Linked DNA regions of Mus musculus: regions 1, 2, 3, 4, 5 and 6 are each linked to region 7. The links are chromatin contacts, called in public Hi-C, HiChIP or PLAC-seq and promoter capture Hi-C maps. All regions are on one chromosome and are shown on one strand. Each heading gives the region's core, a stretch centred on a gene start, on an enhancer-like site or on the middle of the called end of the contact. The rest is flanking DNA. Distances are from core to core; before and after follow the strand shown.

Region 1 (2,915 bases), core at 398-2,897, 2.0 Mb after region 7:
TGTAGCCCTGGCTGTCCTGGAACTCACTCAGTAGATCAGGCTGGCCTCGAACTCAGAAATCCGCCTGCCTCTGCCTCCCAAGTGCTGGGATTAAAGGAGTGTGCCATCACCGCCCCGCTTTTTTTTTTTTTTTTTTTTTTTTTAGTACACGGTTTTTGTGTCCTGAAACTAACTCTGTAGACCAGGCTGGCTTTGAACTCACAGAGATCCACCCGTTTCTGCCTTTCCATTTCTGGGTTTAAAGGTGTGTGCCACCACTCCCTGGCTCTTTCCATTTCCTTTTCTTTCTCTCTTTTTTTTTTCTTTTCTTCTTCTCTTCTCTTTTCTGTTTTGAGATATGGTCTCGCTATGTAGACCTGGCTGTTCCGGAACTATGTAGAGCAGACTGGCCTCAAACTCACAGAAATCCGCCTGCCTCTGCCTCCCAAGTGTTAGGACTCAAAGGCGTGCAGCACCAGGGCCCGGCTTTAAGCATGTATTTATTGTTATGTCTGTAAGTGCACACATGACACTAAGAGCGCGTGGAGGTGGGTGGACAGCCTGGAAGAGACGGTTCTCTCCTTTTACCATGTGGTTTCTGGGAAAAACTTACTACATAGCTCCAGCTGGTCTATGTAAGTCAAGTGAGGTTAGCCTGCCTCTCCGGAGTGCTAGATTAAAAGCATGAGCCACCACCACACTGGGCCCAAGGACTGTAGACTTCTAAAAATACCTAACACTGCCTGCGTGCGTGCATGCGCGTCTATGAGCGCGTGTGTATGCTAGGAATAGGACGCAGGGCCTCGTGTTTGCCACTGAGCTAATTCCCCAACTTCTAAACACACCTACACTGATCAGAGGACAGCTGGGTGTCTGGCCCTCCAGTCCTAGTAAGAAATACAGCTGCGAAGTGCACCGTGGCCTAAGCATTAACTCTTCTTCAAACATCCCTGACCTCTGCCATTACCCGATCCCCCAAGTCGCCTTAGTTGTGATTCCTGACCAGCCTTTCCTGTCCTCAAACCTCGGTTTTGCCATCTGTACTACGGCACAGCAAGCCCAACCCGGGAGAACCCGATCTGGCTCGAGTGGAGCTTTAAGCTACAGGTGAAAAACCAGGAAAATGACTGACGTTCCCTCCCCTCTGGACACCTCTAAACCATCCCAGGTCGCGACGGTTCTCTAAGCGACCCCTGGAGGTGTGGCTAGACGCTGGGGGCCACACCCACGAGAGCCGGGCGCCTCCGCCGCGCCTTGTCCGGCGAGTCCGGGCTGGGACCTGCGTGACGTCATGCCACTTCCCGTGTAGCCCTCCGCCACACGAAAAAGTAGTCCCCGTACCCAGCTGACCTCAGCCCTAACACCGGGCAGCATGTGACTTCTAGAGTCCTCCTGGACCCGACGACGGCTCTGAGTCCTCCGAGAGGCCTTCTGAAACCCCGCAGATCTCTCTCTCCCGGGGGGACGGCGGCGGAAGTAGTTCCGGTTCGAGGGCGGCCGATGGGTTCCTCCGCGACGGGGGTGAGAGGATGGCGACCTCGTCGATGCCGGAGTCGGAGAGCGACACAGCAGCCAGAGGCTCAGGTTAGCGGCAGCCGGAGGCGGGCTGCCCCTCCGCACACTGCCGTGCACCGGGGCCCTGCCGCGAGGCTGCCGGGTGGCGGACTCCCGGGCCGGCGGGGCTGTCCGAACAGGGCCCCGGGGTCCCAGGCCCTTTAGCCGCTCTCGCATTTGCCTGAGCGGAAACCCAGCGCCGCCACAAGATGGCGCCGGGCCTGGAGCTCAGGCAGCGCCGGGGACAGCCCCGAGACACCAGGCCCCGCGACCGTCGCTGTCAGCCCCCTCCGCAGGGGAGTCCGGGGAGGGGGAGTGAACCACTGACCCCGGGGGCCTGCGGGCTGTACCACCGGCTCCTCATCCGAGGGGACACGGGGGCCGGAGCGCCGGGCCGCTGTGTCCGCCCAGGGTCGATTCATGCCTCTGGGAGGAGCAAGGAGCCGTGATCACCCACCGGGACCACCCTTCTTCCCAAAGGGTCCTAGCCTGAGAGGCCAGGCGTCCCTATTCTTTTCTGGAAGGTTCCCTTTCCAGGAAACCCCGTCCCATCTAGTCCGATGCTCAGTCTTTGCATCTGCAGAATGGGCACACCGGTGCATCTGGGTGGGTTCTGCTTGGCCGGGCCCGAAAGGTGGACCACTTGTTGCAACCATGGTCGTATCGCCCAGCAGAGTGAAAGCCTCAAACCCCGCGCTTCGCTGTCAGTCGGTCCCCAGAACCAATGGAGGAGAACGAGGTGGAGAGCAGTAGCGACGCGGCCCCTCGGCCCGGCCAGCCTGAGGAGCCTTCTGAGAGCGGCCTGGGTGTGTGCACCTCGGAAGCTGTGTCCGCGGACAGCAGCGACGCTGCGACCGTCCCAGGATTAACGGAGGCTGACGACTCTGGCGTCGGGCAGAGCTCGGACGGTGGCAACCACTCTGTGGTATGGATCAGTGTGGATGGTGTGGGCAGGGGGACCGTCAGCAAAGCCTACTTGTAGAAAATAACTGTTTTTGAGGCAGACGCCAAGCCATGCCATGCCAAACTGCTGTGGTCGGTTTTGACAAGTCCCATGGCTAAGAGACATACTTAAACCACTTGTTTCCAGAATCTTCAGAAAGGGAAACTGAGGCAGAGCGTGCTTGCTATCGACAGAGCCAGAATTATCCATGGTCTTACCCAGAGCCCTCAGGCTCCATGAGCCCGGTTCAAATGTTGATCCATCTCAGTTATCTTAGTCTTCCCATCTGTCAAATGGAACGGGAGGGCCGGGTTCTATGGGTGCTAGGCTGTAAGGGGAAACTGAGCCATGTTTTCCTGACCCATTACTTTGTGATTTGAGCAGGTTACCCAGGTTCTAGCCCTCATCTTCTCTGTTAAGTGAAAATTAGAAACATAGT
Region 2 (3,090 bases), core at 447-2,946, 1.6 Mb after region 7:
CCTCTGCTTCTTGGTTGTTGCCTTGACTTCCTGCCCTGATTTCCCTCAGCTGTAGACCTCGGGGGTGCAGGCCAAATCAACCCTTTCCTCCCCCAAGTTGCCTTTGGCTGTGATGTTTTAGCACAGCAATGGAAACACAAACCCAGACATCCATGTTCTGAAGGTGACATCAAGGCCCTCGCTGGCTCCCCAAGTTGGACTGACTGAATGGAATACTCTTTGGTTTGTCATTGGTGCCTTAGGGGGAGGGGAAATGGGGACACATCTGTTTAAACGTCCCTGCAAACACCCTGTTTCAAAATAGGCAGCAAACAAAGAAATAAACAACCCACCACAAAGAGGATGCTCACAAGACTACGGAGGACAATAAGAGATAATAATGTGAATCTGATAGGGTCGTATGAGGCTCCCACAGAGCAGCAAAGGACCTGGGGTCCAGAATGGTGCTGCAGACAAGGGTGGCTACCCTATGTTCCAGCGTAAAGCTATTTTGGAACACGGCCATATGCTTTATCCTGGGTGGCTTTCGATAAAACAAAGACAGAGACTGGCTGGAAGCAGGCAGTATGTGAACCTATTGGAAGTGTGACTGGCCGGCCCCTGCACAGGCCTTATTAGCACTGTGATTGTGGGAGGGGAGCTTTGCTTCCTGGGCACCATCCTGTTCACCAGCTGATAAGAATCCGCTTCAATTCAATTCAATTGCAGGAGTCAATGTAACTGTGCCTGTAAAACTGCTTCAAAGACAGTAAAAGGTAGCCATTATTTCCATCTCTCTGCTGAGCGGCCAGCCGAGTCTCTACAGAATGGATAACAAAATGTCTGTCTTCTGGCATTGTCCTAAGGATCTGCTAAGAGAAATGATTAAAAAAAACAAAATTTGGAGTTAAACAGGGAGATAGCGTCTTGCTGTATAGTCACCGGTTGTATAGTTAGTTGGTCCCATAAGACCCCTAGTCTTTTCTTCTGCAACTGGGGATCGCATACTAGCCCTCCCTACCAGCCTGCTGTGAGCTTTAAGGGAGATGGCAGGAGTGAGTCCTTGGCGCTGTGCCCGGCCTTGTTAGATCCGCAGGTGCGGTGACGAACGCCACCTCCCACGGATCCCTACCAACAGCACAGCTGAGCTGTACCCCTCTGCCTCTGCTCAGCGCCCACGGTCAGCCCTGGGTGCCGGTATAATTAGCTCCATCTCCGTAGTGAGCAGCCGCGGCTGCTCATAGCCTCTGACACGACTGTCACCTCCCACTCAGTTCCCTAAATCAGCTATTCCCATCGTTGAGTCGGATCAGGTGAGCATCACCAGAGGATAGCTTGCTCCTTACAACAATGGGTCTCAAGGACCCAGAGCGCGCCCCCTCCCCGCCCCTCCAACCTCCTTCACCCGGAGGCTGTGTACAGAAATAAAAGAGAAAAAAAGTTTGGGTGGGGAGCAGCCTCTAGTGTCTGCTGGGAAATCACGTTCCTTTAGACCCAATAGCCTGCAGAAGAATGGTAGTCTGTCTCTTTAAGAGGCCTCCGCGGAGGGGAGGGGCCAGCCGGCGTCGCTCCAGCCCGCGCCCTCAGTTAGGCCCGCCTCCCTTTTATTGACAGACAAACAACCCAGTGAAAGCGAGACTTTTCATCTTGACAGCAAAGCGGAGCAATAGAAGCCCGGGCCGCCCTTCGCAGGGCGGGGCTTCAGGAGGGCGGGGCAGACGGGGCCAGTGGAGCGGCGGCGGGACGCGGGCGCGGAGCTGGGCCTCGGCGGGTGCCGGGTGAGTGAGGGACGCTCGGGGCTCGAGGCAGAGAGACAGAGTGTTGAGGGTTGGGAGCCGGGGACCGAGGTTGGGGTTGAGGCGGAGGGCAGCGTCTGCCCGACCTCCAAGCCCGGGCACGGTGCCGATCCGGTAATCCCCCTGCGGTCGGTACCGGCCCTCTTTCCTTCTCCACTGCCCGGCTTCGGTCCAGGCCGCTCTCATTCGCTTCTTCCCGCAGCATTGCAATGCCCGGGGTGCTCCGGTGCTGGTTTCCACCCTCCCCTTTTTCCGGGCCCTGCAGATCTGGTCCTTCGCCGCCCTCCCTAGGCTTAGGCTGCTCCCGGCCTGGTTCTGTTCCTTCTCCATCCCTCGCTCTGGCCACCCTCAGAGTCCGCCGCCCCTACGTCTAGTCTAGTAAACTTTTTTTCATCTTCCCAGTCTTCCTTCCGAAGGCTTCCGGGGTCCCGAGTTCTGACCCTGGTGCGACACTCTGAACATTCTGGTGTCCCTACACATCAGTAGCTTTCAACAGTTTGAAAGTGTTGATTGACGTCTGCCTGTCCCAGCAGGTAGGAATGCCCAGGAGGAAGAAGACCTTACCTGATGTTGCTCCATGCACCCACAGCGTCTCAGCAGGCCAGACACTATAGATGTTTACTAAATGAATGAACGAAGGGCTAGAGTTTGCCTGGGGGATGCAGCCGCAGCCCCTGACATCCCATCTGTTGTGGGTGGAAGCCACCTTTTGGAATGCTTTCTGTGTGCCGGGCACTAGGCCAACCTGGGCTCTCCAAAAGAGAAATAATGCAAGTCACATTTGTTAATTAAACTTTTCTAACAGTCACATCTCAGGAATGTAAAATATGTAAGTGGAATAATTTACTCATGCTTTAGTTAATACATTTCAGATTATAATTAGGAATTCACATAACCAATGTAAAATCACGTTAATGGAGTTGTTGACTGTTTGTGTGTGTGTGTGCTAACTTCTTGAGCTCTGGTGTGCCTCACTCTTGGGACAGCACTTCTTGCTTCTCAGAAGAAGCACGGCAGCCATTTGTCAAGTGGTCGGTCAGTAACCACATTGCTAGGGTGGCTGCCTTGGCTGTGAAGTGCTCAGTAGTGTGCAAATGTGAGGGCGTTTAGTTCGAGTTGTGGTCTTTTGAGGAGACTATCATTATTTGCATTTACAGATTAAAAATAGCAAAGATCCTAAAAGAGTTTACCTGCCCAGATTCATTCTACCGTTTGGAGCAAAAGAGACAGGGCTGGTTCAAGAAGGGGTTTCTCTGTGTAGCCCTGGCTGTCCTGGAACAATCTCTGTAGACCAAGCTGGCCTCTGATTAAGGGC
Region 3 (3,157 bases), core at 552-3,051, 1.3 Mb before region 7:
TCCTCTTTTCTCAAAAAGCTCCTTGGGGGGGGGGGGGGGGGAGGTCTCCGTTTATTTATTCGGAGACCGTGAATCCAGGCTCTTCCCTACATTATTTTGTAAAGCTCGAATAGATTCTTCAGGTATCACAACCGTCATCCACACGAATCACATGCTGTCCTCTCAGTACTGTGGAAATGTCCCATCAATTTTGGCGGCCCAGGCCATGAGTCCCCCCACGATGTCCTGAACAGTTAAAGAGTCTAACTCCGGCACTGCCGTTAAGGACTGCAGGACCTTCACAGCTTTCTGGGAGTCGTTTCCCAGTTTGCAAATCACATACACCGGGAGAGCAACCCCTTCCTGCGACTCCTGCTTCCCTTTCCGGAGGGCAGCCCCTAAGAGTTTCAGGCTGTCCGCATCCCTGCGTTCCAACTGACTCAAAGGGATGTGGAGAGAGTGCGGCAGGCGACAGATGTCCACCTCTACTTGAGGCCGGACGTCCAGCAACACATGGGGCGCCCCGGAATCCAGAAGCCGCTTGTAGTCGGTCACAGAAATCCGCTCCTCGGGGCACAGCAGCTTCAGGGCGCGGCACTTGTCGGTGGCCGAGGAGCCGCAGAAGGCCTCGTAGTCCTGCAGGCGGGTCACGGTGGGCTGCTGCCCGCACACGACGCAGTCAGGCCGGCGGCGCCGCAGCCGGATCCGGCGGAAGTGGCCCCCGAGGCCGTCGAAGAGCAGCATGCTGCCGCTGTAGGAGGAGCCGAGGCCGGCGGCGATCTTGAGCACCTCGAGGGCCTGCGCGCAGCCTAGCACGCCGGGCACCGCTCCGAGCACGCCGCCGTCTGCACAGTTGGTCACTGTCTCCGGCGGGGGCGGCCGCGGGAACACGCAGCGGTAGCACGGCCCGCCGTCGTGGTGGTAGACGGTCATCTGGCCCTCGAAGCGCAGCGCGCTGGCCGACACTAGCGGCCGGCCGGCCAGCACGCACGCGTCGTTCACCAGGTAGCGCGTGGGCACGTTGTCGCAGCAGTCTGCCACCACGTCGTAGCCGCGGACCAGGTCGAGCGCCCAGTCCTCGGCGAGCGCGCGCGGGTACGCCACGCACTCCACCGCCGAGTTGAGACGGCGCAGCGCCGCGGCCGCCGAGCGAGCCTTGCTCTCGCCGGCCTGCGCCTCCCCGTGCAGGACCTGGCGGGCCAGGTTGCTCGTCTCCACCACGTCGTGGTCCACCAGCCCCAGCCTGCCTACGCCGGCCGCCGCCAGGTACTGCGCCAGCGGGCAGCCCAGCCCGCCGCAGCCCACCACGAGCACCGCCGCCGCCGCCAGGCGCAGCTGCCCGCGCACGCCCAGCTCCGGCAGCAGTAGCTGGCGGCTGTAGCGGAGGATCTCGTCCCGCGACAGCGCGGCCCGGGGCGCCAGCGGCGGCGGCGGGACCCGGAGCGGACGCTCGGGCTCCGGCTCGGCTGTCAGGGCCGCGGCCAGCCTCCGCTTGAGCGAAGCTAGCTCTTCCTCCCGCCGGGTGATTTCAGCCTGTAAGGCAGCTACGTCCTCCGGGGCAGCCATGACAGCCTCTTCCGGAAAGAGCCGGGAAGGGACTTCCGTTTCCGGTTGCCTGTCTCTTAGCGACTGGAAAACGAAGACGCTTCCTGGCCCTTGAAAGTGAAACGAATGGGTTTTTATCCGGGGAAGCCGTCACGATTGGCTTGAAACGGTCACCATATCTGGAAGTTTCCCGGGGACCACACTGGGACGTCGGAGCGCCGAGCCTCCCCCATGCTCCGAGATTTGGTACGGCCCGTGTCGGATGACGTAAGTCCGCTTCCGGCGCCTCTCGCAGAGCCGTCATGGCTTCCACGGGGGCGAGTCGCAGTCTTGCTGCGTCTCCGCGGCCGCCGCAGGGCCGCTCCTCGCGACAGGACAAGTACTCGGTGCTGTTGCCCACCTACAACGAACGGGAGAACCTGCCGCTCATCGTGTGGCTGCTGGTGAAGAGCTTCTCCGAGAGGTAGAAGGGGCTTCTCGCGCGGGGGCCGGGAGCCGGCCGCGGGCTGCAGGTCGGCGGTTGGCTGCGCGAGGAGACCCCCGGAGGCCCGGTCTCCGCTCCCTCCCGAGCCTGCTCGCGGCTTTCCCCAGCGGGGAGAACCGAGGAGCACAGCCCCGCGTCTTTCTCCTTCCTGCTCAGGTCTCTAGCGAGTCCGGTGTCTATCTGTTGACAGATCGCGCTGGCCTGCGTCCCCGGCCTGTTCTCTCTAAAGGGCTAACTTAACTTCTTTTTGACTTCGGGGCGAGGAGGTATGACCTCATACCTCTGGGCGGTCAGGATCCGCCGCCGGAGCCGGGAGTCCCGAGCCAGCGTTCTCCCCATCGCCTTGGGGCCGAGCGCTTACGTAAGCTTGTTGTTTGCGCTGTCAGAGAACTGCTGATGAGCTGGCAGGGAGCGAGCATCTTCGCCGAGTTTGATTAGGAACCCGGGCTTATTTGTGTGTTGTTTTGAAAAACACGGGGCCTTTCGCTTTGTTAGGCAGAGCCCTAGCTCTTAGGAACAAGAATTTTGATAGTGAAAGTGTTACGCATTTAAGAAAAAAAAAAAAAGGTCTCCGAACTAAACAGTAAATAAAATGCCTCCTGATGGCAGTGGCAGGACGGAGTCAGTACTTTACGGCCAGATGAGTGTCATGCTGTGATGATCATGGGCGATCTTTTACTGTCAACCTACAGAACGGGATTTTGCAGGAGTAGGATGGCGTAGCAGTGCGCTGTTTTAGACAGTGCGTCAGAAGAACACAGATTGTTTCCAGAGCTTTTTGTTTGTTGGTTGGCTTTTGCTTCTCAAACGACAATGAGGACGCTGTGCCCATATTTTCTAATAGCAAGAAAAAAATACTTGATCCCAAGCTATGCACTACAAGGGATACGTTTGCAAACGAGTTGTACCAAGTCCGAGGGCAGCTAGGGCTATATTAGCAGCCTCTGTCTCAGAAAAACAAAATACTTGGTACATAGTTCCTCTTTCTAGAAAGCACAACCTTACCGTACTGATTTGTAAAAGCCTTAGTCTGCATGGTTTGATTGGTTGAGGCAAGGTCAAAACTATGTAGCCCTGACTGGCCTGGAATTCAGATGCTGGTCTCTGCCTTCCAGGTGCTGAGATTAAAGGCGTGCACCACCACCACCA
Region 4 (2,885 bases), core at 375-2,874, 1.1 Mb after region 7:
ATCCTGGCCCTAATTCTTGGTTATAGCTGTATCGTGTTGGAAATACATTTGAAGTAGTTTGAACAGGTCTTTGCTTATAGCTGCGTTATCTGAAGTGAACTGTCCCTTAAGTCAAAGGACACGCAGGAAGTGCTGAGCCTGATCATTTCTGATGGTTCCTAAGACACAGGCTCTGGAAGGATTACATCACACTCTTAGCTCTTAATACCCAGGAGGCCTCTTACTAACTTCAGGGAAATGTCACCAAGAGGAGAAGCTTCTGTTGCCTGCCCCAGTCCAGGCTGTGTTCCTGAGTCACTGTGCCATCTCCTCCACAAAGCAGGCCTGCTCCCTCACCCAAGTTAACACAGTCAGAGTCAGACTCATTTTGAGGGGGTGGATTGGAGGCAGGAAGTTGGTGAAGGGCCAGCAAATGGTGTCCTGCTAGTCCAGAGAAGGTGGAAGAGGAAAAAAAAAAGTACTTCTTGGATGCAAGGTGAACCATTCATTCCTCTGTGAGACAGCTGGTGGTGGCTGTTTGTCATCATCCCACATTTATACATGAGACGCGCTTAGCAATGTACCCTCCTCAGAATCAGATCATTAGAGAAGTAAAAGTCTGACTCAGCTTTCTGGAAGCGGTCCTTATGGTGATTTCATTACCATGACGACAGCTGGGTTTCTTCCCATCAGTGTACAGTACAGTCACCGGATGTTGGGTTCCTGATGGATCAGGGAGGTGTTTAAGCCACAGGGCCATAGGGCTCCCAGTGGGACAGGGAGGCGTTTAGGCAGTAGGGCTGACCTGCCCTTTAGTATTCTGAAAACGATAATTCCAGCCGCAGCTCCTAAGATGCTACCGGTGTTTAGCTTGGATACAGCAGTTAGACTTCCATAAGCTCTGGGGGCAGTCCTTGTGCTCGTAGCGGCAGATAGAGTTGAGGTGATCTGAGACAAGTTCTATGTAGCCCCCTGATGCTTTGTGCTATGTAGACCAAGGTAGTCTGGAACTCACAGAGGAAAGATTCAGACTGTCAAGGTCTAGGCTTGGCTCTGAGGCTGTACCGCTCTGGTCCACAGTGCCCCATCCCCTTCCTGATGGGCTGGTCCTTCGTGTCACCGTCCTTAGGGGTCTTACATAATGGAATTGAGTTTGAGAACCGAAGTACTTCCAAAGCCAGCTAAGAAATCTTGAGACAACCTAGAAACAGACCCTTGTCTCCCATGGGGGAATCTTCTCTAAACCTAACCACTAGCCTGGAGTTTGTAAGTACAGCAAATATTTGCCTGGTCAGTTCCTGGTTTGGACTGGCCAGAGTATTGTTTCTTTTGAGACGTGCTCATGTGAACCCCAGGCCACCTGCAGTTTGTTTGTTTGTTTTGGTTTTTTTCGAGACAGGGTTTCTCTGTATAGCCCTGGCTGTCCTGGAACTCACTTTGTAGACCAGGCTGGCCTTGAACTCAGAAATCCGCCTGTCTCTGCCTCCCAAGTGCTGGGATTAAAGGCGTGTGCCACCACCACCCTGCCAGGTCACCTGCAGTAAGTACTTAGGCTCTGACATGGGCAGAGTTGATGGGTTGTATTAGCTGCACGGAGAACAAACCCCCAGCTCCTTCCAGAGGCCTTGCGGCCCACAGCAGCCCAGCCCCCACTTTATCTGCCTGTGACATCACTCAGGGGCCCCGCCCTCCTTTACTCGTTATTGCCTTTTGCCTGCACCTGCTGCCTTTCATGCGCAATTGAGCCTTCTAAATCCCTTTCATTTCCCTTACTTTGATAAAGTCACACTGTCTGTAGTACACCAGGGTATATGCTGATATATAATCCCTTCTGCAGGCCCGCCTCCTGAGACGCCCACCTGCTCCCCCAGGAACCTGGCTGGACTTTGGGGTCCCCCCTGGAGTATTCCAGGTGTTTATATGCAGGATCGCATCCTTTTGGGGATGGGGCGTGTCGCCTCCTGGAGGCGCTAGACGTGTTGTTTTGTAACTGGACCCAGGCTGGAGATTGCCATACAGGAGTCCCTGGAGAGATACTGTCCCTCTTGGTGCTGGGGGATGGGACCGGGAGCCTTGTGCCTGCTGGGCAAGTGCTCTGCCACCAAATGGCACCCTCTGTATTACCTCATCACTCTTTCAGTGCGGGAGGGGTGGAGAGTGTGTGGCACTCTGTTAACTAGCCTGACCTGGAACTCACAGCAATCCATCTGCCTCAGCCTCCGAAGTGCTGGGGTTACAAGTGCCCGTGAATACAGATGTCTTTCTTACCCATGATTTGTGTGTTTGTGTGTGTGTATGTGTATGTGTGTGTGTGTGTGTGTGTGTGTGTGTGTGTGTGTGTGAGAGAGAGAGAGAGAGAGAGAGAGAGAGAGAGAGAGAGAGAGAGAGCGCCTGGATGTCAGTTATCTCCCCCTTGTTTGCCATGCATACAGCAGTCTACCTGGCCCATAAGCTTCCGGAGAGTCTCTTGTCCACCTCACATCTCGCTAAAGGAGTGCAGGGATTACAGATTCAGGCAACCATGGCTAACTTTACACGATGTCTGGGCTCGGGTCCTTTCGCTTGCACAGAAGCACATAACGGATCTATCCTTGAACTAACCACTACGTTCTTCATCTTGAGACAGGGTTTCACCGGCCCGGAATTCACTCTGTCAACCAAGCTGTTCGCAAAGTCATGGAGGTTTCTCTGTCTCTGTCTCTGTCTCCTGGCTATGTTCAGCCTTCTTCTTGATTTTTAAAATGTGTACAAGGGTTTTGCCTGTGTGTGTGTAGGTGCACCATGTGCGTGCAGAGGCTGGAAGGTGGCATTGGGTGCCCTGGAACTGGTGTTACAGATGGTTGTGAGCCACCATGTGATTGCTGTGAATTGAACCCAGGTCCCCTGGAAGAGCAGCCAGGGCTCTC
Region 5 (3,204 bases), core at 303-2,802, 1.5 Mb after region 7:
GAGGCTACTGGTACGGACTTTGTGGCTCTGTGTGTGCTTACAGGTATGCACTTTGTGGCTCTGCTTTATGTGAGTCTATATGCAACTGAGGCCACCCAAGAATGTAACTGCATGCAATGTTCAGGGTGGCTCACTCCCTGCATCTGAAGTCTTGACAAGGATCCCTGGAAGGGGAGGCATGGCTGGGTTTCTGGGAAATATTTGCCTTTTCTCCACATTGCCTCTCTGCTTCTTTTGGTTTCCACTTGATCTCTGGTAACTAGTTAACTAAAGTCATACACAAACTCTAGGAACACCGCAAACAAACCGGACTGCCAGGATATCAGGTTTGCTTTTTGAAGCCTGCAGTGTCCCTTCTTATGACCCCTTTATTTAAATTACATCATGGCCACGTTTGATGTGGGAGACAGTATACAAGCATTGAATCCCTGGAAGTCTGGCTCACTGAGAGCTATCTCTCAGCCTCTGCATCTCGAAGTTCCTTTTGGTATTTAAACATAACAGATAACTGTGTCAGAAACTGTCTGGCCTTCCAGTGACTAAGATATTCCATAGCTTTCCTCTTTTAAAATATATACACGGGGGCTGGTGAGATGGCTCAGTGGTTAAGAGTGCCGACCGCTCTTCCAAAGGTCCTGAGTTCAAATCCCAGCAACCACATGGTGGCTCACAACCATCCGTAACGAAATCTGATGCCGTTTTCAGGAGTGTCTGAAGACAGCTATAGTGTACAGTGTATAAATAAATAAATAAATATTTTAAAAAAATAAATAAAACAAAATATATACACGTATTCAATTTGTCCTCATGGATGAAGAGCAGTTTCTATATTACTTGGATTAAATATAATTGGTCATGTTAAAATATATTGTTAAGATGGCGCAGTGATTTATAGCAGAGGAGCAGAGTTCAATTCCCAGCACCTACATGATACCATCTTCTGGCCTTCTTAGACACGGGGTACCAAGCACAGCACGCAAGTAGTGGACAGACATACATGCAGGCAGGCAATATATCAATACATATAAAATAAAATAAAATAAAAATTGAAAATATTATACTGTTAAAATATTTTGCCATTACTTATTGTGACTTCTCCTTCTGTAAAATTGGCAGGAGAGTATGCACCTGTCAGTAAAGTCAGTAATAAACAGGATGGCGATTATTTTCTTTTAAGATATTTAGAGATGGTTTGATTCTTTGTTAGGGGGTCTCTTCTGTAATTTTGGGAAGGTCGTCGATACATTTTTATTCTGCTTACAACTGTTTGGTTATTATTTTTTTCTTAATACACTGTTGGAATTTCTTTACAGAGCTCTAATTTTTTATTCTCACACTTCTTCTTGTACTCATGGTTTTTACTCGTAAATTACTGTGATTAAAGCCCTAGCGCCTCAGAGGCTATCGGCTGGGTGGGGGCCGCAACTCCCTGTGGGAAATGTAGTCCTGGAAAGACTACAGCACCCTTTGGAGAACCGTGGGAATGGCCGCTCCGAGACTCTGCGCATGCGCGGTCTCCTAGGCTCTATGGATGCGTTTCCGTTTCGTGGGGCTCTTCCAGGCGAGGCTCGAGGGGCCTCTGTGCGCCACAATTGCCTGGGGCCTTCTGGGAGCTACAAAAGAAGCGAGGTTTCCCCTGAGCCAGAGGAATTCCGGGTGGCGACTCCGGGGCAGGATCAGAAGAACCAGCGCCTTCCTGGGGCCCGCGGAGGCTTGCGCGTGTCCAGGGGCCGGGCGAGGCTAGCGGGCGCCCCCGGGGCTGCAGGCCTCCGGGCGGGCAGCCTGGGAAGGAGAGAGGTGTGTGCGTGCAAAAAGCGGATCCCAGCAGTCCTGCGGATGCCCTTGGCCCGGTAAAGCTTCGGGGGGCTGCTTAAGGGTTGAGCTGCGATTGAGGGAATGAGCAGGTCTGATTTCATTGGCGGGTCTTTCGTTTGGGAGGGAAGGGATGCCAGCCATGGCTGAGAAAAAGGCCTCTGCATCACTTCGAACAAATGCGTGTCGTTCATTAGAGTCCCCATTCTGTTTCGCCAGAGTTGCTCAAACCCCGTCCATCACCATCCTGGAGTTTACTGGTTTCCTTTATATAGAAGAATGACCCAAGAGTATCTACAGGAAAGGGTTTTTATGAGAGTCGAACTTCTTCTCAAGTGAGGAAGGCAGCTATTTTGACCATTTAGGTAGTTTGCTAGTGCCAGAACCAAGAATTGAAATCTGGTGTGTTGATTCGAAGGCCAGGGCTTTGTCTTCTGCTACACTGAAGCAGAGGCCTCCCTCTCATGAAACTGCAGTTAAGCTTGGGGGAGGGGAGCAGAGTGATACGCATCTTAAACCCCTCACTCCCTCTGTCTGGTTTTCTGATTTCATCTGCTGAATGCATTAGTAGGAAAACAGGTAATTGATACCCAAAAAACTAGATGGTAGGTAGGTAGATAGATAGATAGATAGATAATTGATACCCAAAAAACTAGAGGGTAGATAGATAGATAGATAGATTGATTGATAGAATCTCAGAGTTGCTGGCCTGCTCTTTCAGGCTTCATATATACTAGAGCTTATTGATATGATCTAATATGAACTCTGAAGTGTTGTTTGTTTTTTAAGGAGACCTGAATAAGACAGTAGTTCAATTCACACCTTTGTTTCCTTTCACACAGTAAGAAAAGCTCTGATTAGTCCATTCAAAACTGCCCTGGGCCTTCCCTCCGCAGACGCTTTCTGTATGACGCAGGTCGAAGGGTCCTTTCCTTCCAGGGCATGTCTGTGAGTCACTGTCGAGCTGCTAGCCAGTCTGCTGATCACATTCCCTGTTCTTCCTCACCCAGCCCTTGGATCACCGGTGGTTCCTGGCCCTTTCTTGAGAACGCCTGGAAATGGACAGTACCCAGGTAAGTCACCGAGGGATTCACGTCCCACCGTTGGCAGTGGCTGTTCATAGACCCGCAGCGAGTACATCTGGATGTGGTAGACGTGTATAAAAAGGCAGCGCCAGGGAAAGTAAGGGAAGCAGATCAGTACCAGAGAAGTGAACCCCAATAAACAGAAGGCATTGCCAGATGTGCTGGAGCACGCCTTTAATCCCAGCGCTTGGGAGGCAGAGGCAGATGGATCTCTGAGTGAGAAGCCAGCCTGGTCTGCATAGAGAGTTCCAGGACAGCCAGGGCTACACAAAGAACCCTGTCTTGAAAAAAACAATAAACAAACGGA
Region 6 (3,280 bases), core at 251-2,750, 1.1 Mb after region 7:
AGAGCACTGGTTGCTCTTGCACGGGAGCTGGCTTCAATTCCCGTCACCCACACAGCTCCTCGCCATCTGTAACTCCATTTCCAGGGGATTTGATGTCCTCATCTGACCTTCTTGGGCACCAGGCATACACATGGTGCGCAGACGTAGATGCAAGCAAAACACTCATACAGGGAAAAAAAAGAGAAAAAGAACTATTGAATTTTTTTGTGTCCCAACCCCAATGTTCTATACCCTTCTTAAACAGCAGGCCACACAGGGACAGGGAACAGATTGGGCCCTGGGTTCAGCATTGCCAGCTCTCACTATAGTCCACAAAGTCCAGAAAGGACTGTCACTTGGCAAATCCTCCCAGCCCAGCCCTGAGGCCTGGCCTGTTTCCTCCTGCTGCTCCCTCCCGCCCTCTGCTGTTAGCATTGATGACAGCTGCTAGTCAGCCCAGGGTGAGGAGGCTGTCCATACTCAGACACCTCCACAGGCAGGGATAGCACAGTTGGGATCAGGCTGGGGTCCCTCCGGAATGTTAGAAAACTTCATCATGCTGTAAAATAGAAAGACCACACAAGCAGCTTCCAGAATCCAGAGTGGCCCTTTATTGTATACGTATGTGAGTGTGTGCATACGTGTGTGAGTGTGTGCATACGTGAGCGAGCATGTGCAAGTGTGAGAATTTAGACCCTTATTTCCCTCCCTCCTTTTCCTTTCCTTCTCTCTCCCTCCCTCTCTTTCTAACAGGGTCTCACTGTCCTTAAACCAATAGAGAGCTGCCGGCCTGTCTCCCTGGTGCTGGGGTTAAAGGTGTGTAGTCTGTGCGCATGTGTGTTCGGGCACACGTGTGCATTCATATGAAGGTCAGAAGACAGTTTACAGAGGTCAGGACTCTGCTTCTTCCGTGTGTGTTCCAGGGGACTGAACGCAGGCCATCAAGTTCATGGCTGGTGCCTTACCCGCTGGACCATTTCCCTGGCCCCAAGACCGTCCTTTTCTTTAGACTACTCAGTAGTAGCTCATCCTGGGTCTGTTGTCCCTACGAGCAGATTCAACTCCCTAAGCAGCTGCCTGTCCCGCAGGGGGCCTGGCCTGTAGCTGCCACAGCCCTGGACCCCTGCCCCCACATATGGACCACTTGGGCAGGCGGGTTTCATCAGCCTTCGGCCTTTGCTAACTCTTTCCTAGAGACCCCATTGAGAATGCTAATGTGTAGTATGGCACCGGCCTGAGCCTACAGACCCCTCTGAGCTAATGGCGCTTTGGTCTTGGCTTCCCGCTATGGGGCTGCTGTCAGGGAGGCAGGAGAGTGTTTTCACAGACTCCGCTTTACTGTGAAATCAATAGTTGTCATAAAATGGCTGTCCATGACAAATACTAAGTCACTAACGAACCCTCCCTCCCATGGCCAGCTCTCCTGAGGAATTGCATGGCGTGCTATTAAACCTCAGGCACTTACCCACAGTCACGGAGGGAGTGGACTGTGATTGACAGGTGATAGGGTCAAGGGACAGCAGAGAACCTGTTGTGGCCTTGACCTGCTCTGAGCTTTCTGCTCACGTGCACTGGTGTCGTGCTTCTCTGGGTGGCATTCACACTTTGTGTGTGTGTGTGTGTGTGTGTGTGTGTGTGTGTGTGTACGTACACGCTCCAGCACTTGTGTGCAGGTCAGAGGACATCTTGCCGTTGTCAGTTTTCACCATGTTCGTCTCAGGCTTTAAACTCGGGTCATCAGGCTTGCTGGCAAGTGCCTTTAGCAGCTGAGCCACCTTGGTGGCCCCAGGTGACCCTTGATTAGCACTACTGGTCTGTTTTGTTAAAGTCCCCCAAGGCCTGAACTACTGTGGTATGGTATGGGGCTTTTTGTTATTTGGCTCTGACACAGTGTGGTCCAATTGCTGCTACAGGGAAGCCCCAAATATACATACACACACAGACATGTGCCAACTGTCCAGCCTTTATGTATTGGCTTATTGTGTGTGTCCCTGTCCTCTATCTAGTATGCTTCTGTTGTGATGAAACACCATTACATACACACACACACACACACACACACACAGAGCAAACAATGGCCTTGCCCTTGGTTTTTTTTTTTTTTTTTTCTTCAGGAGTGGAGTCCTCTGGGCTTGGGCTGTGTGCAGCTTCTGTTTGCAATTCACTCTTTTTTGTTTGTTTGTTTGTTTTTTGAGACAGCAACGGGGAGGTCTCACTCTAGCCCTGACTGGCCTAGAACACACCATAAAGACCAGACCGGCTTTAAAAATAATTAAAGATTTATTTGTGTTTGCTTTTATGCGTCTGAGTGTTTTGCCTGCACCCATGCATGCTTTTTTGCCTGCAGAGGCCAGAGCAAGGCATCAGGATGCCCTGGCACTGGAGTTACTGATGGTTGTGAGCCACCACGTGGGTGCTGGGAAGCAAGCCCAGGTCCTCTGTAAGAGTGACAAGTGCTGTTTACTGCTGAGCTGTCTCTACAATCCCTTAGGCAAGATTTGAACTCACAGAGATCTGTGTCTGCCACCAGAGTGCTGGGATTAAAGGTGTGTGCCACATCTGACCTATTTTTTCCCCCACTATACTTTGATTCATCTGTGCCTGTATATGCATGCATTGTGCAAATTTGTCATTGACATGTAAGGTGGTCAGAGAACAAACCTATGAGAACCAGTCCTCCCTTCCATCATGTGGGTCCCAGAAATGGAAGACATCTCTGGTCCTAAGACTTGGTGGCAAGCACCTTCATTCACTGAGCCATATAGCTGGCCCACCTTTTTAATTTTGAACTTGACTTTCAAGGAAACATGGTGCGCTGGTTGACTTTTTGTGTGGTGACACCTTTGCTTTCTGTGTTTGGGATCCTGTCACCTTTCATGTCTGACCTCCTCATCACATCTCTAAAGGCCCAAGTGGAGCCCTGTTTCAACCTCCTTGTTTATGTGACTGACTGCGCAGCTAGAGAAGCCTTGGTTTTTATCCCCGGGGAAAGTCCGTTCCCCGAATCGTCTTTAACTATCACAAACAGCAGTGAATGAATTATTTAAAATGTTCTTGTAGTAGTGATTCTACGGAAAGATGCCTCATTTGGGGCTTGACGTCTCAATAAAGTACTTGTCTTAGGAACCTGGGGACCTGATTTGCTGCCCGGGAGCCATGTAAGAATTGGAGGCGTGAGGCATGGGGGTGTGTGTTTGCGACCCCAGTGCTGGGCAGGAGGCAACTGGGTCCCTCGGGCTTCCTACCAGCTAGCCTAGCCTGCTCTGGGGGTAGCTCCAGACGAATGAGAGGCCTTGGCTCA
Region 7 (3,243 bases), core at 552-3,051:
CCACAAAGTCCTGCACCAGCTCTTCTTCCCACCACTTGACTTGGATTTTCCTAAGACGCCCCGAATTCCAAGTGAGTTTCTGTCCTTGAGTTTTTGTTTCTTGTTCACCTCACCTTTCCCTGGTTAGTCTCTGCTCAAACGCCACCTCTTCACCTGTCACCTCTGTCACGACCTGAAATACCTGAACTCACTCACGGACTCCTCCAATTAGAACGTGAGCTCCCTAAAGAGAGACACCTTGTCCACTTGTGATTCTTCACTATATTCCCAGGGTTTCATAGAATGAGATATTAAACAAATAAGGCAATAAATCAATTCCACAGTTAAAAGCACTGCTCTCTCAACCAATTCCTGTCTAGAGACTGGCTTCCCAAAGCCCAACTAGAACACCAAACAGCCAGAGGGGAGAAAATTCCTTTGCACAAATGGAAAAGTGAAGAAGAGTTGAGTGTGGTAGCCTACACTTGTAGAAAGATAACGCTCTAAGTCTAGCCTGGGCTATGAAAGACCCTTTATCCAAAATAAATAGATAGACAGACAGACAGATACCTTCCATGTCTTCATAAAATAACAGAGCATTCACCATGTGGCTCTCATACATGGGACCCAGCAATAAAAAGTTATCCTTAAAGATAACTCAGAGCAGATGAGAACCGTGAGAAACAAGCAGTAGTTACTACATATAAGGTCAATGCTACAGGACACATAAACGTGGGTGATGTGGCCATCGCAGTGAGAACTGAGAACTCCTCCCTAAGAAGGGAACTTGAAAGGCAGGGAGGGAGGCAGCCCCGCCAAGATCTGAGGTCAGCTGCTTCTAACATCACGAAAGCTGGGGACTTAGCATACAGGACGGGACTATGAATACTTAAAAGAGCCGGTCATGGAGGCGACAGTGCTTATGGAGAGACGAATGGCCATGGTCAGCAGTTCAGGCGAGCCCTCTGGGAAACACAGCCTGCAGTCAGCGGAACCTTCAAGCCACTTAACCGAATATGCAAGTGAAGAATCGTAAGTTTGAGGAGAGGGTAAAAATGCCATTTCAGTGGAAGAGATTGTTCAACACGTGAGGGAGCACGGTTTCCACGCCCAGCATCACCTAATTATTTAAAAACTAGGAAATTCGTAGAGAGGCAAGGACTAGCTCTGAATTACACTCCTAGGGAAAGACGGAGTGTGCGTGGGGACAGATTATCTAACTGGAAAGCCGGCGAGCCCCAGGCAGGGGAACACCATTCGCCTGTAGGTTCCTTAGGTCCTAGGGACACGAACGTCACAGCCAGCTGAAACCCGAGGGCCAAGTCCACTCTGGCGGAGGCCAAAGCCCCGCGAAGTCAGAGTGGGCGATCTCCGGCCTCTTTTAGAACCAGGGACCCAGACCGGCTCGGCCAGGTCAGGCCTCGGCGCGGAACAGCGCTCACGCTGCGGGCCCCGGCGCGCCGAGAACGGACGCGCGGGCTTGACCAATCCGCGGACGCCTACGCGGCGGCGCGACCAATCCCAGCAACGCTGGAAGGGAAGGGGCGGGAGCTCGAGAAGCTCGCGTGAGGCCGAGCCCCAAGCTGCCCCAGCTTCCCGGAGCGGTCAGGCCCGACCCAGAGGCGGCGTGCGGGGAAGACCAGGCGCGCGTCCTCGGGCTGAGGCCCAGATCCACCTCCCAGCGATCGGCCCCTCCCTCAGCCGCGTCCCCGCGGCCACCCTGCTCGCTCCATGCCTCACCTCGTGGGGACGCCGAGACCGAGGAGGGAATCCCAAGCGAGAGCTGCAGCCGACACTACCCCACTCCAGCCGCTGCTCCGCCTCACATTCAAACCCTGGCAAAATGGCGCGGCGGCTAAGGTGGCGGCCACTGCGCATGTGCGAGTGAGACCGGGACGCGGGGTGGAGCCAGGAATGCTTTGGCCCCACCCCGGCTGCGAGGGCCAATCGGAACCATTGCTCGGGTCTGCGGTGACGTCACAAGAGACCGTGCCTTTTGACGCAGGCTTCTGTTTTGGGTTTCTTTCCTCAGACCCTAGCAGGTTCTGCGAGTGGCTCCTAGTGGCTTCTAACTGTTGGATGGAACGTGCTCGTTCACGCCTGAGCGAAGGGACAGAGCAGAGCGTCTGTTCTAGGACAAATAGAATAAACGAATGAGTAAGAATTTCAAGCTAGGGGATAGCACGCTTGGTTAAGCAAGTGATAGCTGCGCAAGGAAGAAGACGGGAGTTCGAATCCCCAGCACCCACATAAAAGCCAGCCTGACTACAATTCCGTACCTGGGGAGGCAGACACAGGAAGATCGCTGGGGCTTACTGGCCGGCCTGTCTAGCTAATTGGTGAGCTTCTGTTTCCATAAGAGATCCAGCCTTGAAAACTAAGAGAGCAATGGATGAAGACACCCACATTCATTCACTCACACACACATGATTTCAGAAGCTGAAGGCGATGGCTCATGCTTGTTACCACTTGGCACTTGGGAGGCAGAAGCAAGACAATCGCCATTTATTTAAGCCCAGCATGGTCTACACAGAGGCCAGGCATAGCTACACAGTGAGATCCTTTCTCAAAAAAAAATTTTTTTTTTCAGACGACGATGTAGTTGGTGGCAACTTAAAGGTAACTGGGATGTTCATTTGACCCTTGAACAAGAGAAATCTTATCTTTTCAAAAGCCAGGAGACAGTTGTGTGACTGTACGCCTCGCAAGCAAAGAAAGGTGAAGGTCTAGAAGCAGGTTTTTGATCAAGACTGAAGCCTAGTGTTCTGTAGTAAGACCGGGCTGAAGAAGCCAGCTTAGCTTGCCTTCTCTGTTCCTCTCTGCTACAAGCTTACCCCACTTTACTGCACTGATATGTGTTCCTTCCTGTCTCTGGGTCCAGGAGTAGCTGGCTCACTTTGCGTTTTAGCCAGTAAAGGACAGGCTGCCTAGCTTGCCATGAATTCCAGGTCACAAACACTCATTTTCATAATCGATACTTCATGGGAACGCTTACCCTCAAAAGCATGCATTGTTTATGTAAGGTTCTCATTAAACTGTTTTTTTTTTTAAGATTTATTTATTTGTTATATGTAAGTACACTGTAGCTGTCTTCAGACACTCCAGAAGAGGGCATCAGATTTCATTACGGATGGTTGTGAGCCACCATGTGGTTGCTGGGATTTGAACTCAGGACCTTCAGAAGAGCAGCCGGTGCTCTTAACCACTGAGCCATCTCGCCAGCCCTAAACTGGGTTTTCTGTATCTTACCTGGTTGGCTTGACT

Evidence for each region. Promoter capture Hi-C pulls out the DNA fragments that hold promoters and counts their contacts. Hi-C and Micro-C count contacts between places; a contact is called where the count stands out from the background. HiChIP or PLAC-seq counts read pairs in DNA pulled down with a chosen protein or histone mark. Capture Hi-C pulls out chosen DNA fragments and counts their contacts.
Region 1: a contact with region 7 is called in a promoter capture Hi-C map of liver, with 5 times the contacts expected there. The contact joins the promoter of Zfp335os here to the promoter of Cse1l in region 7. A contact is called at or near these places in 4 of 39 promoter capture datasets (the 3T3-L1 cell line, hippocampal neurons and liver).
Region 2: a promoter capture Hi-C map of liver shows a contact between it and region 7, with 2.4 times the contacts expected there. The contact joins the promoter of Elmo2 here to the promoter of Cse1l in region 7. A contact is called at or near these places in 1 of 39 promoter capture datasets (the 3T3-L1 cell line) and 1 of 9 other capture datasets (liver).
Region 3: a Hi-C map of CD8 T cells shows a contact between it and region 7, with 7 times the contacts expected there. The contact joins the promoter of Dpm1 here to the promoter of Cse1l in region 7.
Region 4: an H3K27ac HiChIP or PLAC-seq map of double positive thymocytes shows a contact between it and region 7, with 3 times the contacts expected there. The contact joins the enhancer-like site here to the promoter of Cse1l in region 7. A contact is called at or near these places in 1 of 39 promoter capture datasets (liver), 1 of 484 Hi-C or Micro-C datasets (embryonic stem cells) and 2 of 115 datasets of contacts at active chromatin or transcription factors (double positive thymocytes and kidney).
Region 5: a promoter capture Hi-C map of liver shows a contact between it and region 7, with 2.0 times the contacts expected there. The contact joins the promoter of Zfp334 here to the promoter of Cse1l in region 7. A contact is called at or near these places in 2 of 39 promoter capture datasets (hippocampal neurons and liver).
Region 6: a promoter capture Hi-C map of liver shows a contact between it and region 7, with 2.8 times the contacts expected there. The contact joins the enhancer-like site here to the promoter of Cse1l in region 7. A contact is called at or near these places in 5 of 39 promoter capture datasets (hippocampal neurons, liver, pre-B cells and 1 more).

What each region holds. Positions count from the first base shown.
Region 1 is chr2:164,910,165-164,913,079 of GRCm38.p6, reverse strand. It overlaps Zfp335os (zinc finger protein 335, opposite strand), which reads right to left and starts at 1,647. Exons shown (of 2, transcript NR_166490.1): 1 at 1,330-1,647. Zfp335 (zinc finger protein 335) reads left to right here and starts at 1,330. Exons shown (of 28, transcript NM_199027.2): 1 at 1,330-1,563; 2 at 2,208-2,458. The coding sequence starts at 2,258.
Region 2 is chr2:165,325,085-165,328,174 of GRCm38.p6, reverse strand. Elmo2 (engulfment and cell motility 2) reads left to right here and starts at 1,696. Exons shown (of 21, transcript NM_080287.2): 1 at 1,696-1,757.
Region 3 is chr2:168,229,023-168,232,179 of GRCm38.p6, reverse strand. Dpm1 (dolichol-phosphate (beta-D) mannosyltransferase 1) reads left to right here and starts at 1,801. Exons shown (of 9, transcript NM_010072.4): 1 at 1,801-1,987. The coding sequence starts at 1,827. Mocs3 (molybdenum cofactor synthesis 3) reads right to left here and starts at 1,558. Exons shown (of 1, transcript NM_001160330.1): 1 at 1-1,558. The coding sequence starts at 1,545. The coding sequence ends at 163. It overlaps Gm20716 (predicted gene 20716), which reads left to right and starts at 1,801. Exons shown (of 12, transcript NR_132310.1): 1 at 1,801-1,987.
Region 4 is chr2:165,853,545-165,856,429 of GRCm38.p6, reverse strand. All of the region lies in intron 2 of Zmynd8 (zinc finger, MYND-type containing 8), which reads left to right. Among named protein-coding and RNA genes, the nearest start is that of Gm11465, 26 kb to the left of the region's middle. Within about 2 kb of position 1,624, at least 77 of the 459 cell types and tissues checked have an H3K27ac peak or open chromatin away from gene starts, as enhancers often do. A contact at or near this core is called in double positive thymocytes, where this site is marked.
Region 5 is chr2:165,386,607-165,389,810 of GRCm38.p6, reverse strand. It overlaps Zfp334 (zinc finger protein 334), which reads left to right and starts at 1,552. Exons shown (of 5, transcript NM_178411.3): 1 at 1,552-1,850; 2 at 2,823-2,885. The coding sequence starts at 2,871.
Region 6 is chr2:165,823,246-165,826,525 of GRCm38.p6, reverse strand. All of the region lies in intron 11 of Zmynd8 (zinc finger, MYND-type containing 8), which reads left to right. Among named protein-coding and RNA genes, the nearest start is that of Gm11465, 57 kb to the left of the region's middle. Within about 2 kb of position 1,500, at least 53 of the 459 cell types and tissues checked have an H3K27ac peak or open chromatin away from gene starts, as enhancers often do. A contact at or near this core is called in liver, where this site is marked.
Region 7 is chr2:166,904,654-166,907,896 of GRCm38.p6, reverse strand. It overlaps Cse1l (chromosome segregation 1-like (S. cerevisiae)), which reads right to left and starts at 1,801. Exons shown (of 25, transcript NM_023565.3): 1 at 1,720-1,801. Gm31204 (a long non-coding RNA gene) reads left to right here and starts at 603. Exons shown (of 3, transcript XR_866966.3): 1 at 603-2,318.